Regions from separate parts of the Mus musculus genome. Here region 1 is linked to region 2. The links are chromatin contacts, called in public HiChIP or PLAC-seq maps. All regions are on one chromosome and are shown on one strand. The core of a region is the stretch at or near the end of the contact, and the rest is flanking DNA. Distances in the headings are between cores, read along the strand shown.

Region 1 (7,083 bases), core at 2,446-4,945, 270 kb after region 2:
GATCTCTGAGTTCGAGGCCAGCCTGGTCTATAGAGTGAGTTCCAGGACAGTCAGGGCTATACAGAGAAACCCTGTCTCGAAAAACCAAAACCAAACCCAAGTCAGTCACAAAGTGACCCCATACACGTCCAGGACCGGCTGGGTCAGGGCACCCACAGTGCCCAGCACATGCTAGGAGTTTACTGAATGTTTGAGTTTAAAAAGACTTCATAAAGCATGCCCTGTGCTGAGGCCTTAGTTGAGTGGTAAGGCACTTGCCTAGCACGCATGTCATCCTAGGTTCAAACCTAGTGAGAGACTAGGAGCTAGACAGACTCCCTGGTGGGAGACACACGGGGAGGGGCCGTGACTAGGTAATAAAGGTAGTGAGTCTCCAAGATGGCTGGCTTCTTCCTCAGCCTCCTCTGACACAAACAAAAGCCTTGTCTCCCACAAGCAGGCCCCCTGCTGGTGGACTGGCTCAACAACCTCAAGGCCTGATCTGGACAGGTCACACAACTGTTGTGAATTAATCAGCCATCTTGTCTTCAAACTGACCAATCCCCCTGACTCACTATTCTTTGCCCCCTCCTCTCTCACCTCTCTCTCTCTCTTGCCTCTTGCTCTCTTGCTCCCCTTCTCTCCCCATTCTCCCCCTACCCCTCTCCACGTGCTCATAGCCGGCCTCTACTTCTCTACTCCTTCTCTCTGCTCTCTCTGCCTTTTTCTGTGTCTCCTACCCCCTTAACTCCCCTCCCCATGCCCTGAATAAACGCTATTCTATACTCTATTCTATACTATGCCGCCATATGGCTGGTCTCCCATACCTCACCACACCCCCATAGAACATATTCTTATAACCTCTCTATCTTTTTAACATCATTATTTCAAGACTAGCACTGCAAAAGATTAAAAATAAAAGGACCACACACACACAAAGTGGTTGGTGGTGGACACCTTTAATCTCTGAATTCGAAGCCAGATTCTCTACATATTGAGTTCCAGGGCTATACAGAAAAACCATGTCGGAAGGAAAGAAGGAAAAGACAAGACAGACAGACAAGCCCAACAAGCCCTTCAGCTCAGACACTCAGTCACTGGAGTCTCCAGAGTTCCTTGTCTTTCACAGAACAGGGAGGAAAGACTCCAAGAATCTTCCACATTAAAGCCTTCTGACTGGCAGTGTAGCCTTGCGCTTTGTTTTTGGTTTTGATCCTCGCCCCCTGCCCCCATACATTTATTTGTATTTATGTCTTGTGTATCTATGCTAGCTTGTCTACATGTCCACAATGTGCATGTAGGAGCCCGAGGAACTGTTTTAAGGCATTTGTAGTCCAAGACTGGTGATCTGAGTTCACTCCCCAAGGCCCGTACAAAGGTAAACGGAGAAAAGTCTACTTCAAAAAGTTGTCTTCTGACCTACAAACACACATGCATGCACACACACATACACACCACGACCACAGACATACAATAAAGTAATAAACTATTCCGTGGGTACATAAAACTGAGTACAGCAATTGGAAGGACGCCAAAATAATCTTTACTTAGGATACCAAAAATCTCGAGCTGTGGCCAGCCTGTACCGTATCACAGTACTATAATTTGATAAATAAGATCATGATATGGCGTGGAGGAATCACGTTGTTCCCTGTTCCCAAGTTCTGTCTTTGTAAATAAAAGAGCCAAGGACAAGACTGCAGACTTGTTCTAAGTCAGCCAGCTGCATAAGAGAGACCCTGTCTCAAAAGACAACAAAAGGCTGCAGACTTCAGGTGCCTCTCATTCCTTGTTCCTGAAGCTTACCTATGCCGCTGAGAGAAGGGCTGGCCCCTTCTGAAGTCATAGTACAACCAACCGGGGCTAGATGCCACTCCAGGCCGGCACGCAGAGCGTTTACCCCTGAAGATGAACTCTGCTCTTGCAAAGCAAGCTCTCGGAATTGATCCAGTTCATACTTGGATCCGCTCACTCAGCGGACGATGCCAGCCAGCTAGGAGCCCTCACCTAGACGGTCTCAGGAAAACCCACCATTCCCACAGTCAAGTGACCCTGCCCTTGGTGGGCTGTCACCCTCTTGTACAAAGGACTGTATGAGAACTCAACAGTTAACGCACACAGTAGCAGGAGGCTCCAAAGTAAGGGGAGGAGAGGCTGCTGCTCATTGTACGCCCTTTGTTACTTTTCAGTATGTATAATTTGTGTGTGACTACATACTAGATAAATTTACAATAGTTAGCAAGATGGACATGAACCTTTCACAGCAAACCAAAACCTCTCTACCCAAAATACATGAGAATGAAGTAGGAATCCAGAATGGCTGTTGAAAAGCTCTGGAGACAGGGGATCTATTTGAGATGTATGTGAAAGCAGCAGTCTCAAATACCTGGGAACAAGGTCTTTAATGAAATAGATTTAAATGCAAATTACCAGATCCCTGCTCCAGGTCTGATTCAGGGCACCTGCTCCAAAGTTAAACTCTCCTTTGGACCCTGTTCTTTCAAGGCCAGTAACTGACAGCCAGTTGGTAAATAACAGCGTGTTCCCCTAACTCCCTAGTAAAATGCTTCTTGTTGGCTCAGATGATGCACGCCTTTCATCCCAGCTCCCAGGGAAGCAAAGGCAGGAGGAGCTCTCAGTCCCCACAGGGTCTACTTAGTCCAGGCTAGACAAGGCTACATAGTGAACTCCTTTAGGGAGGGAGGGAGGGAGGGAGGGAGGGAGGGAGGGAGAGACAGATATCCTATATCAAACTAGAGCATGCTCAAAATTAACTAATCCAAGCCAGCTTATAGTCTCATAAAGGCAACCAGACATTGAACTTCCTGAACAGTTGGGCCTGGTGGTACATGCCTTTTTCCAAGGGGATAGGGAAAGGATGCCACAAGCCACCTCAGCCCCGGTGCTTTGTGTTTTGGTGTAATGAGGTCACCATGGCTCTTCCTCTTGCTGGCAGTTCTTATGAAAACGGTACACCTGACAATGTCTGGCTTTAGTCTAAATCACTGGGAATTGAGGAAATTCAGGCTGCATAAAGCGCTTTTCCAGATTACTCTTTAATTTAAAAGGCAAACTGAAGTACAGCGCCTACTGTGCTCCCCTGTCTGGATACCCTTATCCCCAGTCACTACCACGGTCACCTGCAATCGAGCTTAGCGTGGTAACTAAAATGGGCGACTGTCCTCGTCAGCACGGCTACCCACAGTTACGCCTCGTCTTCACTGAGACAAAGTCTCAGGCATCTATTTCCTTGGTAAATGACTAAATTCTGATTCAGCTACCAAATGTGGCTAACTGTTCTATTTTTAAAGAAAAGGCTCCAGCCACACACACAAGTGTTTGTAAAGCTGGGCCTCCTCCCTTAGCCGACTTCCCTGCTGAGATCCTAAGGAGCCCCAGCAACACAACACCGCAGCCCTTCCATCCTGGGCTGTGCAGTCCACAACTAAGATCGGATTCTTCCCGTGGGATTTCATCGCTTCAAACACTGTACTGCTCGTTAGCTTTCTATTGATTATTTAACAAGCGACGCCTATGGGTTGCAAAGAGTGCGCTGGAGGCCATTAACACAGAAAAACTTACTACTTCTTCCCGACATATTTTAATTAAACATTTCAATTAAGGAGCTGGGGTGTGCTTCAGTTGGAGACTTCGTGCCTAGTCCTCAGCACAGCAAACACTGGACACAGCGTCACACACATGTTAACTCCAGACTTGGACGGTGAGATCAGAAGGGTCAGAAACTCAAGGTCACAGCTACACTGAGACATCAAAGCCAGCCTGGGTAACTTAGATTCAGATATAAGATATATTAATTTTCTCATATTCTCTCTCTCTCTCTCTCTCTCTCATTTTTCATTTATTGGACGTGATATTATAGCAGATCCGATAGCATCCTGAGGTTGAAATCAATACCAGTAGTCAGAGCAAAGAGACTCAGAAGGAAACAGCTGGTACCTGATGTGCCCCACACACGGAGACATTTTATCAATGTGTTTCCTTACCTGTTGAAGCCACACTGAACACAGAGTTTCTGTTATTCATGATCACATATTCATGATCACAAGTAGCTAAACCATTACACACACACACACATATACATATAGTCATTTACCTCTAGTTTAGACTGGCTAGAGGGGTGGGGGTTAGCTCAGTGGGTTTAGTTCAGCATTACCACTAAGAACAGAAGGATGAGTGACAAGGAACAAGAAAAGGAACACTCTTTGAATAGAGCAGTGCAGCCAGGGTGCTGTCCACCTACAGTTAGCTCTTTCCCACGGCTGCCATCTAGACTGCTCTAAGCTGTGAGTGAGCTGGTAGCATTTGCCCCCCAAGGTCTGAGGCCAGAACACCTGACAGAACACCGTGTGACTGACTGAAAGGCAGCTCCACTACCCCAGCAGCCTCCAACCGCTGCAGCAGGCGCAGAGCTAACAAAGGGGGAACGAACGGGCCCGATCTCCCGAATCTTTCAGTTTGTAGAAGAAACAGATAATATCAATATAAAACCACTAAGTGCTTAAGGGCAGCCAAATGCTCAGAGAAAAGACAGGGACCTGCTTCAGAGGCAATGCCCACAGACATCTCCTAGATCAAGGAAAATGAAGTTGCTAAGTAGGCTCAGTGAGCACAAGACTAAGCCACAAGACATCTGAAACCACATTAAAGGGCAGATTTTTATGCTCAAAGAAGAAACAATTCATTGGTTTGTTTGACAAATGTTTATCAAGAGCTTTCTTTTTTTGGTTTTTCTTTCCTTTTTTTTTTTTTTTTTTAAAGATTTATTTATTATATATACAGTGTTCTGCCTGCATGCGTGCCTGCAGACCAGAAGGTGGCACCAGATCCCATTACAGATGGTTGTGAGCCACCATGTGGTTGCTGGGAATTGAACTCAGGACCTCTGGAAGAGCAGACAGTGCTCTTAACCACTGAGCCATCTCTCCAGCCCCTCTTTTTGGTTTTTCAAGACAGGGTTTCTCTGTGTAGACCTGGCTATCCTGGAACTCCTCTATAGACCAGGCTGTCCTCAAACTCACAGAGATCTGCCTGCCTCTGCCTCTGCCTCTGCCTCCAGAGCGCTGAGACTGCACACAGTGTCTCTCACAAGGAATGTCTGTTTTGAAGCATACTGATCTTTCTACTTCACCACCTGTGTGAAACTAGAGACTTAATCTCTCCGGTTCTCAGTTTTCTTCTCTGTAAAATGGGGGAAAACATGCACTTTATGTTATAGGTATGTAACCAGTGAATAGATGAAAATCTCTAAACGTGGAATGTGATCAGTTAGAACACACTGAGACGCAGAGAGCATATGTATTCTATGATCTATATGGAGAGGCTCATCCGAGTAAGAGGGAACAGCCTGAGATCAGAACACAGGACGATAGGTCACCACAGAAGAATGGAATGAATGATGGGAGCGGACAGGGACACTGAGGCCAAAGCCCAGTTTCCATTTAAGGCAGTAAGAATCTACCACTGAAAATCTAGCCACAGGTATGATGGAGCCAGGATGGGCAGGGCTGTCAGAGGCAATGAAGAGAAACAGTGTGGTCAGACGTAACTGGAAAAGCACAACCCTATGTCTGTCATGATTATGACTGGGGTGAAGGGAAGTAACAAAGAGCTGGAGGGACTTTGGAACCTTTGAGGAGAGCACCTGGGTGGAGAAAAGCCTCAAGGTGGGAGAGAGAGAGAGAGAGAGAGAGAGAGAGAGAGAGAGAGAGCGCTCCAGTCTGCTGCAGGGCAGGTAGTGACCAGCCCCAGATGTCTATTTCCCTGAAGAGTCTACACCTAAAACCAACCCCAGCCTCAGCAGCACTTGGTAGGTGGGAACGGGAAGGGTTTTTTGTTTTTGTTTTGTTTTTCTTTTTCACAGTAAGAAAACACATCAAATGTTTATAAATGCTGCACAAATGCTAAAATATAATAAAACTTGAATCTTAAAATACTGAATGCAAAATAGCTAATCAAAAGCTACTGAAGGGAATTAGCCCAGCTGAGAATACCCAGTACTCCGGTTCCCTCCTGGAGGGACATGCTGAATAGAAGAGGGGGTTCAGTCTGTACTACATCAAACCTGAACTGTCTCATCTGAACCCACAGACACTCCATCTCAGCAGAGCAGGACAGGGAAAACTACGGCTCTGCTTACTTACAGTCACTATCCAAAGCCCAAGACAGAAGCAAAGTCTGGTATTTCTCCACAAGAAATTATAGCCACCTTTCCCCCCAGGAACCTCTCTCTTTCTTCCAAATTCTCCAATAAAGACGCTGTAAGGTGGGCATGGTGGCACACAGCTGTAAGCCCGGCACTGGGGAGGTGAGACAGGAGCCGTCAGGAATTCACCGTCATGCTCAGCTGTAGGTTGAGCTCTAGGTCAGCAACACTACAAGAGACCCCGTCTCGGAGACGGTAAAAAGGACACAACTGTGTTCTCTGTGCTCAGAGGCTGAAGCAGCAGAACTGCAGTCAGTTCCAAGCCAGCCTGGGCTACAGGTGAGACCATGTGCCCAGCAAACAAAGAACAAGGAAACCCTGTTAGGAACAGCAGGGGACAGCACATCCCTCCATCTACCTCCCAGCACTCAAGAGGCTGGGCATGAGCCCAGCAAGTCTGAGGCCTACCTAAGATACACAGTGAGACCCTGCCTCAAAATACTAAATTAATGTCAGCGGTTATGAGCTCTTGCTGCACTTCCAAAGGACCCGAGTTTACAGCCGTGTCAGGCAGCTACATAAGGCCCTGACTCAAAACACAAAACCAAACAAACAGTGCAAAGAAGATTAGCTGAAGGTAAACTCTGAAACAGAATTACATGCATATGCAGATTAGTTATAAGACATTATACCACAACACTGTTTAATAGACAATTTTGGGACCTTTATCCACTAAGTTAAACCATGGACTAATAATGATAGCGATGAGGCTGGAGAAGCAGCTTAAGTGGGAAAGCAGTTTGCCCAGCACCAAGGCCCCGAGTTTGATCCTCAGCACCCCATAAATCAGAAGGGCAAGGTTATCCCTAGGCACACAGCAAACGTGAGGCCAAACTGTGCTTCTTAAATCCTCACCTCACAGAATAATATAGCCGCTGGCT
Region 2 (7,064 bases), core at 1,314-3,813:
GAAGAGAACAGCTGGGAAGAGAACAGGTGGGGAGAGAACAGGTGGAAAGAGAACAGCTGGGAAGAGAACAGGTGGAAAGAGAACAGGTGGGGAGAGAACAGGTGGGAAGAGAACATCTGGGAAGAGAACAGGTGGAGAGAGAACAGGTGAGAAGAGAACAGCTGGGAAGAGAACAGGTGGGAAGAGAACAGGTGGGAAGAGAACAGGTGGAGAGAGAACAGGTTGGGGCCTTTAAGAGATGGTTAGGGCCCAGGGGCTGAGGCCCCCCTTAATGGACCCAAATTGTTATTCTTGGAGAGGATTTTGTGGGGGGAGGGAAAGGATGAACTTAGCCTGGGTGAAGTGGAAACTTAAGAATTCTTTGGAAAGTCAGTTATGTTGGATGGTGTTTTCCTGGGGCAAACACATGAAAGAAGTTTTATTAAAGAGAACATGGGTGTGAAAGGCAAAGGCAGACTCGAGAAGGAACATTTCACTGAAGCAGACACAGGAGAGAGGATGTTCTGCTAAAGCAAGCACGTGAAAGGACATGAGATGAAGGATTCTTTGCTAACAACACGCATGTATTGATCCACCTTACTTTTCATAGTTGAGCTGCATTTGTCAGGACTCCACAGAGGGAAACAAACCAAAAAACTTCTGGTGCTGTGCTGCAGTTTCTTGCTGCTTCCTTAGACTCAGGCTGATTAGATGCATGTGCTGAGGCAAGACACGTGGAGGACAAGTGATGTTTGGAGGGTAGAAATAGGACTCCATAGAGTGAGGGGGAGAGAGAGAGAGAGAGAGAGAGAGAGAGAGAGAGAGAGAGAGAGAGAGAGAGAGAGAGAGAGAGAGAGCTAGGCTTGTTTATAGAACTAGTTGTGTAACACTTGTGGGTCTCATGTCTTTGCTGATCTTCGCCTCCCTGAGAGAGGCACAGCCGAGAACTTCTCCTGCTGTCCCTCTAGGTCCCTCCTGTTGACTTGAGCTGAGACTGAGTCCTGGCTGTCTCTGCTAGGTCGTGCCACCGCTGTTGCTATCCTGACTCTACCGAGCTGGACTGCTGGTGTATCCATGAGGTGTTGGTGAGTGGATCGAGCTGCCACTGTTGACCTGTGAACTGAACTGCCAATTTCCAGACAACACAGATGGGAGTTGCTCCAAAGAACCTTTCTAAACAGGTCCACTTCCCCTGTATCCTTTCTTTTCTGCTCCTGGTGGGTGGTGGGCTACAAGGAAGGTTAAAGTGTTTAAGAACCATCATTAAAAGTAAACAGGGTGGGCGTGGTGGCGCATGCCTTTAATCCCAGCACGCAGGAGGCAGAGACAGGCAGATTTCTGAGTTCGAGGCCTGCCTGGTCTACAAAGTGAGCTCCAGGACAGCCAGGGCTACACAGAGAGACCCTGTCTCGAAAAACCACACACACACACAAAAGTAAACTTAGAAAAAAAAAATCAAAGTTCCACTGGGTTCCAGAATTACACTGTAATCAGGTCCTGGGTTGCTGCCTCTGTGTTTCTGCCACACTGTCATATGGAAAAGGCCCTTCCAGGAAGCGGGCCCTGCAGAACCTTGAACCGAATTCTCTGTTTTCTGTGACGGGCTCAGTCTTGAGCATGCTGTTACAGTCACAGAAAGTAGACTGAGATAGCAAGCTCTTCAGAGTCACTGGGCCTTTGGAGGGACTCCTCTCTTACCTAGAGCTGACCAGAGATGCTCTGTTCCCCACAGCCCTGGGTCCCCTTGTGTTTCTTTCCCCATCAGGTGGGACAGGTAAGCTGCTCTCTGGAGTCTGTGACACAGTAAGGGGTTGTTGACTGACTATGTAACACAAGTCAGACATGTCTCTTGGCAGTCCACAAGTTCAAGGTCAAGAAAGCCATTGTCAGCTCAGACTCTAGCTACTAAGTGGTGGGGCTTATGTGTGTGTGTGTGTGGGGGGGCTTTTTGAGGTGTTTCTATTGGCCACTCTGTGGCGGTTGGGTGGCTGGGTCCTATGCAGATAGGATGCAGGCCTGGGAAACCAATGTGCTGGCTGCTTGTATGGCTGTGTGACCTGTGATTATTGCTTCTCTAACTATTATTCCCAATTGCAGCTCAGTGAATGCAATTATGCTGTCGAGGCTCCCAGCACAGTAGCGCCCCCTAGCTCCTGCTAATTTGCTGCTTCTACCCTCTTCTTACCTTCCAGGGTGGGATTAGCCTCCTGGGAGCCCTTGGCACCAGGGCTGGGCTGTGTCTCAGTGGTTGCTGGAGCTTTGACGTCATCTCTTTGATGTGGGGTTGTTGAATCGGGCAGAATCCTGCTCGGCTAGTCCAGCGCCGGGTACCAGACAATTGAGCCTTTGTGCGTGTGCCCTGGGGCATCTGCCCACAGAAACCTGGTGGCTCCGAACACCTCTTGTGAAAAAGTAGCCTTCAGGAAAAAGGGACAATGAGCTTGTCATGTCCAGGAGAGAGCAGGGTCTGAACTGGGGTGGGCACCGGGTGATTACAAGGCAGACCGGGAGCTCCTGGGAAAGCCATGGGCAGGCAGGGGCCGGGGCCTCTAGAATGTGTGCTAAGGGTGTTGCCTGCTGTGGTTATGGGAGCAAGTCTCACTTAATTCTGCCAAACCACCTTGCTTATTGCTCACTGTTCTTAGAGTACAGAGGCTGTGTTTCACCCTGTCTCGGGGCCTTTGGATACGCAGAACCCTTTGCCTGAGATTTTAATTTTTGATTATGCAGAAAATGCCAAAGAACAATTATTTTAGCCCCTTAGATTCCCATGTCTGGACAGATGACATTTTGTCTTTACTTCCTGCAGAACATTATTTTTGTGTATGTGTGTGTGTGTGCGTGTGTGTGCGAGTGTGTTTGTGTGTGTGGTGTGTGTGTGTATGCGTGTGTATGTGTGTGTGTGGTGTGTAATATGTGTGTGTGTAATATATGTATGATGTGTATGGTGTGTGTAGTATATGTATGTATGTGGTGTGGTATGTGTGTGTGTGAGTGTGTGTGTGTTTATGTGTGGTGTGTGTGTGAGTGTGTGTTTGTGTGTGTGTATACGTGTGTGTGTGTGGTGTGTGTGTATGTGTGTGGTGTGTAATATGTGTGTGTGTAATATGTGTGTGTGTGTGTGTGTGTGTGTGTGTGTGTGTGTGTGTGTGTGTGAGTGTGCATGCTTGCTTTCTTGAATGTGCTTTTTCCTTCGGAGGCCAGAGGAAGACATCAGGCATCCTGTTCTGTTACCCTCTGCCTTATTCTTGTATCAGGTCTCTCTCTGAAGCTGAGACTCACCATTTTGGCCAGGTCGTCTGGCCATCGAGCCCCCAGGATCTATCTGTCTCTATCTCTCCAACTCTGGAGTCACAGGCACATGTAGCCATGCTTGGCTTTTATGTGGATGCCTGGGATTCAGGCTCAGCAGGAGTCACCTTTATCTGCTGAGCCATCTCCCTGGCTTCAAGTTCTCAGGGCAGGAGAGGTTTTCCCGTGTCTGCATCCTTCATGTCCTGTCCCCACATCCTTCCTATTCTGTCCTTCACCACTGGTGAACTGTCAGAGCAGAGGAGAGGGGATGGACCGTTGAGCATGGGGGGACGACCTGGATGGCATCTAGGAGCAGAGAGTGTACATGAGGAGGAGCAGACTGGTGGAAGTGGAAGCGCGGGTCCAGCTGGGTAGTAACGAACTAATGTTGAGAGGCCAAGGGTTGGGAACTCTGGGTGAGGGCAGTGGCAGGGACTCTGTGTGCTGGTCTTGTAAAACAAAAAAAAAAAAAAATCACACACACACACGATTTGTTTATTTTTTTAAGGAGCAGATGCTCTGAGCAAACGTGGCACATTCAGAATGCCAGCGTCAGGAGAGGGAGGCAGGAAGGCAATGGAGGGTGACGCCTGGCCTCCTATTTGGTGATTGATTGTTTTGAATTTTCTACATAAAAAACCTAAACTAATCTGAGAAGAAACGCTTCTCTCTTTTTTCCCCTTGAACTGCGATTCTTTTTCTTTTCCTGCCTTATTGCATTAGCTAGAGTTTCTAGTATGACTCTGAACGGGGGTGTCATGGCTGCCCTACGCCAGATCTCAAGGGGGAGTTCCTAGTGCCTTATTGTTTTTAGTATAAATAATCCCCATGTGATATTTTGGAACATAACAATTCTAAAAATGTATTTTTTCTTTATTATCTCAAATTTAAATTTAATTCTAAAAATGGGAATGTATCCACGGACTCAAATTACAAAGGTAGTCATTGTCCTTTTCTCCCAAATTAAAAAAAAAAATCTTCTAAAATTCTGTTGACCTCATAGCTCAGGCTCATAAGCCCAGCTACTTGGGAGACTGAGGCAGGAAGATCACAAGTTCAAAGCCAGACTGGACTACAGAGTGAGTTCAGATCAGCCTACGCAACTCAGTGAGACCCAGTCTCAAAATGAACTAGTAAAAACAGAGGGCTGGAGAGACGGCTCAGTGGTTAAGAGCATTGACTCAAGGTTCAGTTCCTAGCACACACATGGCTGCTTACAACCTCCTATAGCTGCAGTTCCAGGGCATCCAGTGTCCTCCTCTGGTCTCCAAGGGCACATACATTTGGACAAACACTCATACACATAAAATAAAAATTAATAAAATTTTAAAAGAAAGTAAAAAGAAGCCTAGGGGTGTAACTCTGTGGTAGAGGGTGTATGCAGCTTGTGTGAGAGTCTGGGTTCAAATTCCAGTAAAACACACACACACACACACACACACACACACACGAACATGCTCACACATTCACACATATTACATGTATACAGACAGACATACACACACAGAGATATAGACATATACACTCACGCACAGACACATCCATCTATCCATACACATATGCAAACAAGATACACACACAGAAATACAGATATACTCACACACAGAGACACACTCATGCATGCGCGCGCACACACACACAGACACAAACACACACACACACACACATACACACACACACACACATGCACACCTTCTCTAAAGGTACATTTCCCCCACAGGTTAAAGCTACCATTCCATGGAGCTTTGCTGACTCTGGCTGCTCTTGAAGAGTCAGATGTGGGGCTGGAGTTAAGAGCCCTGGGTGCTCTTCCAGAGGACCCTGGTTTGATTTCCAGCACCTATGTGGCAGCTCACAACTGTCTGGTAATCCCAGTTCTAGGGGATCTGACACCTTCACACAAACATACATGCAAGCAAAAAATGCACACACAAATTTTTTTTAAAAAGGAGGAAACCCGTTAGTTGTAACTGATTCAGATGCTGTTGGTCTTTTCGCCGCTTCTGGAAACTTTCTCGGGCTTCTGGAAACTTCTACCGTTCTGTGTGGTGAAAGTAAGTTTCCCTCCCGTTCGTCGCCAAAAGAAAAATAAAGGAACCTAGTGAAATTTAGATGATAAGGAGCAAACACATTTTAACTTTTCATTATAATTAGTGTGTGTAGGTCAGCCCGTGTGTGGAGATCAGAGGACAGGTTTAGGAGTTGGCTCTCTCCTTCCATCTTGTGGGTCCTGGGATTGAACTTAGGTCCTCAGGCTTGGCAGCATGTGCCTTTGCCCACTGAGCCATCCTCCTGGTCTGCGAATGCATTTACAGTATCACCCTGGGGTGTATTGATAGCAGATACTTGCTACAATGTTGATGTTGTCAATTTGACAGGGTCTAGAATGGCCTAAGAGGCAAAGCTCTGGCCATGCCTGTGAGGAGGTTTCTTGATTGGATCAAGGTGGGAAGGCCCATCCTGAATGTGTTTTCAAATCCTGTGCTGGGTGAGCCCAGAGTTTGACGTCTGTCTCTACTGCCTGCTGTTCCTGCTGATGCTTGATCGCCGTGCCCAGCCGAGCTCCTATAGCTAAACGTTCACTGTGGGGCAATCTCTGAGTCTAGGTGGAAGGTGGATTCCCACAGAAGGATTAGCAGAGACTCGTGCCAGGAGCCTGTGGTCATTACCGACTTGGGACCACTTTAGACTGAATTCTTGGCTAGGTATTTTTGAGACCACCCACCTAGAATGAATTGAGGCTTCAAGCTCTCTTATTAGGGTTGGCTTCCCCTACAAACTCTAAGGAGGGAGTTTCGCTCTGTTCTTGCCAAGGTTCCATAGGTGCAATTTTCTGGGTCGCCCTCTCCAGGGAGCAGAGAGCAGACCAGGGAGCTTTGTTCCCCCCCCCACCCCCTGCCACCTAGCATCCGGTGAGCCACTCTGGGAACTTAGCTTTTTGCAGAGAGGGTTTCTACCAAAACCCTCGCCCTGGGTGGGCTCCGTGCTTTGTGTCTGGTCTCTCCTCTGTGGTTTCTGAGTACATGAAGCCTCCTCCAACCCCAGCCTTCCATTGGCTCTTGGTCCTGAATGTGCCTTCTGTCTCTGAGAGTGTAGCCAAGCAGTTGAACGAGTATGTGTCTAGCTGATCCCTTTGTTTGGTGGAGGTCAAAAGGCCTAGAGAGTGTCAGTGCCATGTCTCTGGCAAGCGCGGGCCCTGCAGTTCTGCCTCCTAGCCATTCCTCAGGAAAACTGGTGGAGTTGGCTTCCGGGTGTTTCCCTCTTAACTTGTTTCGGGACGTGCTAATAGTGAATATGGCAATCACAGCTCTGGATTTTCACTTTGGGCTAGCATGCTTATTTACTCATTCGTTTGTTCATTGGTCCATCCATTCATCCATCCATCCATCCATCCATCTATCCGTCCATTCACTTTTATTTTATTGAGCTTCCTGTCTGAAGGCCAGATCCTACAGTTTAGAATGGACTCAGTGGTCTCACCTCCCGCTGCCCTCCTGATGCCCTCAGGCTAACGAGAGGCTAAGCACTTTTTAGAAGTTATTTAATTTAATCCTTATAATGACCATAGCAGGTTCTGTCTGGCTGATTGATACATTAGGAAAGGAAGGTACCGAATGGTTATGTAAGTACCTGAGGCTAAGATACCTTGGAAGAGGCTGGGCCGGGACTTTAAACCTAATCTGCCTGGCTACCACAAGTCTTTGCTCCTCTCTGACTCTGTCTCTCTGTCTGTTTCTGTCTCTGTCTCTGTTTCTGTCTCTCTCTCTCTCTCACACACACACACACATACA

What was found. HiChIP or PLAC-seq counts read pairs in DNA pulled down with a chosen protein or histone mark.
Region 1: a FOXA1 HiChIP or PLAC-seq map of pancreatic cancer cells shows a contact between it and region 2. The contact joins two enhancer-like sites. A contact is called at or near these places in 6 of 115 datasets of contacts at active chromatin or transcription factors (the NIH/3T3 cell line, bone marrow-derived macrophages, epiblast stem cells and 3 more) and 1 of 9 other capture datasets (embryonic stem cells).

The regions. Positions count from the first base shown.
Region 1 is chr4:135,244,121-135,251,203 of GRCm38.p6, forward strand. All of the region lies in intron 1 of Clic4 (chloride intracellular channel 4 (mitochondrial)), which reads right to left. Among named protein-coding and RNA genes, the nearest start is that of Clic4, 25 kb to the right of the region's middle. Within about 2 kb of position 3,696, at least 75 of the 459 cell types and tissues checked have an H3K27ac peak or open chromatin away from gene starts, as enhancers often do. A contact at or near this core is called in pancreatic cancer cells, where this site is marked.
Region 2 is chr4:134,973,233-134,980,296 of GRCm38.p6, forward strand. No RefSeq gene overlaps it. Among named protein-coding and RNA genes, the nearest start is that of Syf2, 46 kb to the left of the region's middle. Within about 2 kb of position 2,564, at least 50 of the 459 cell types and tissues checked have an H3K27ac peak or open chromatin away from gene starts, as enhancers often do. A contact at or near this core is called in pancreatic cancer cells, where this site is marked.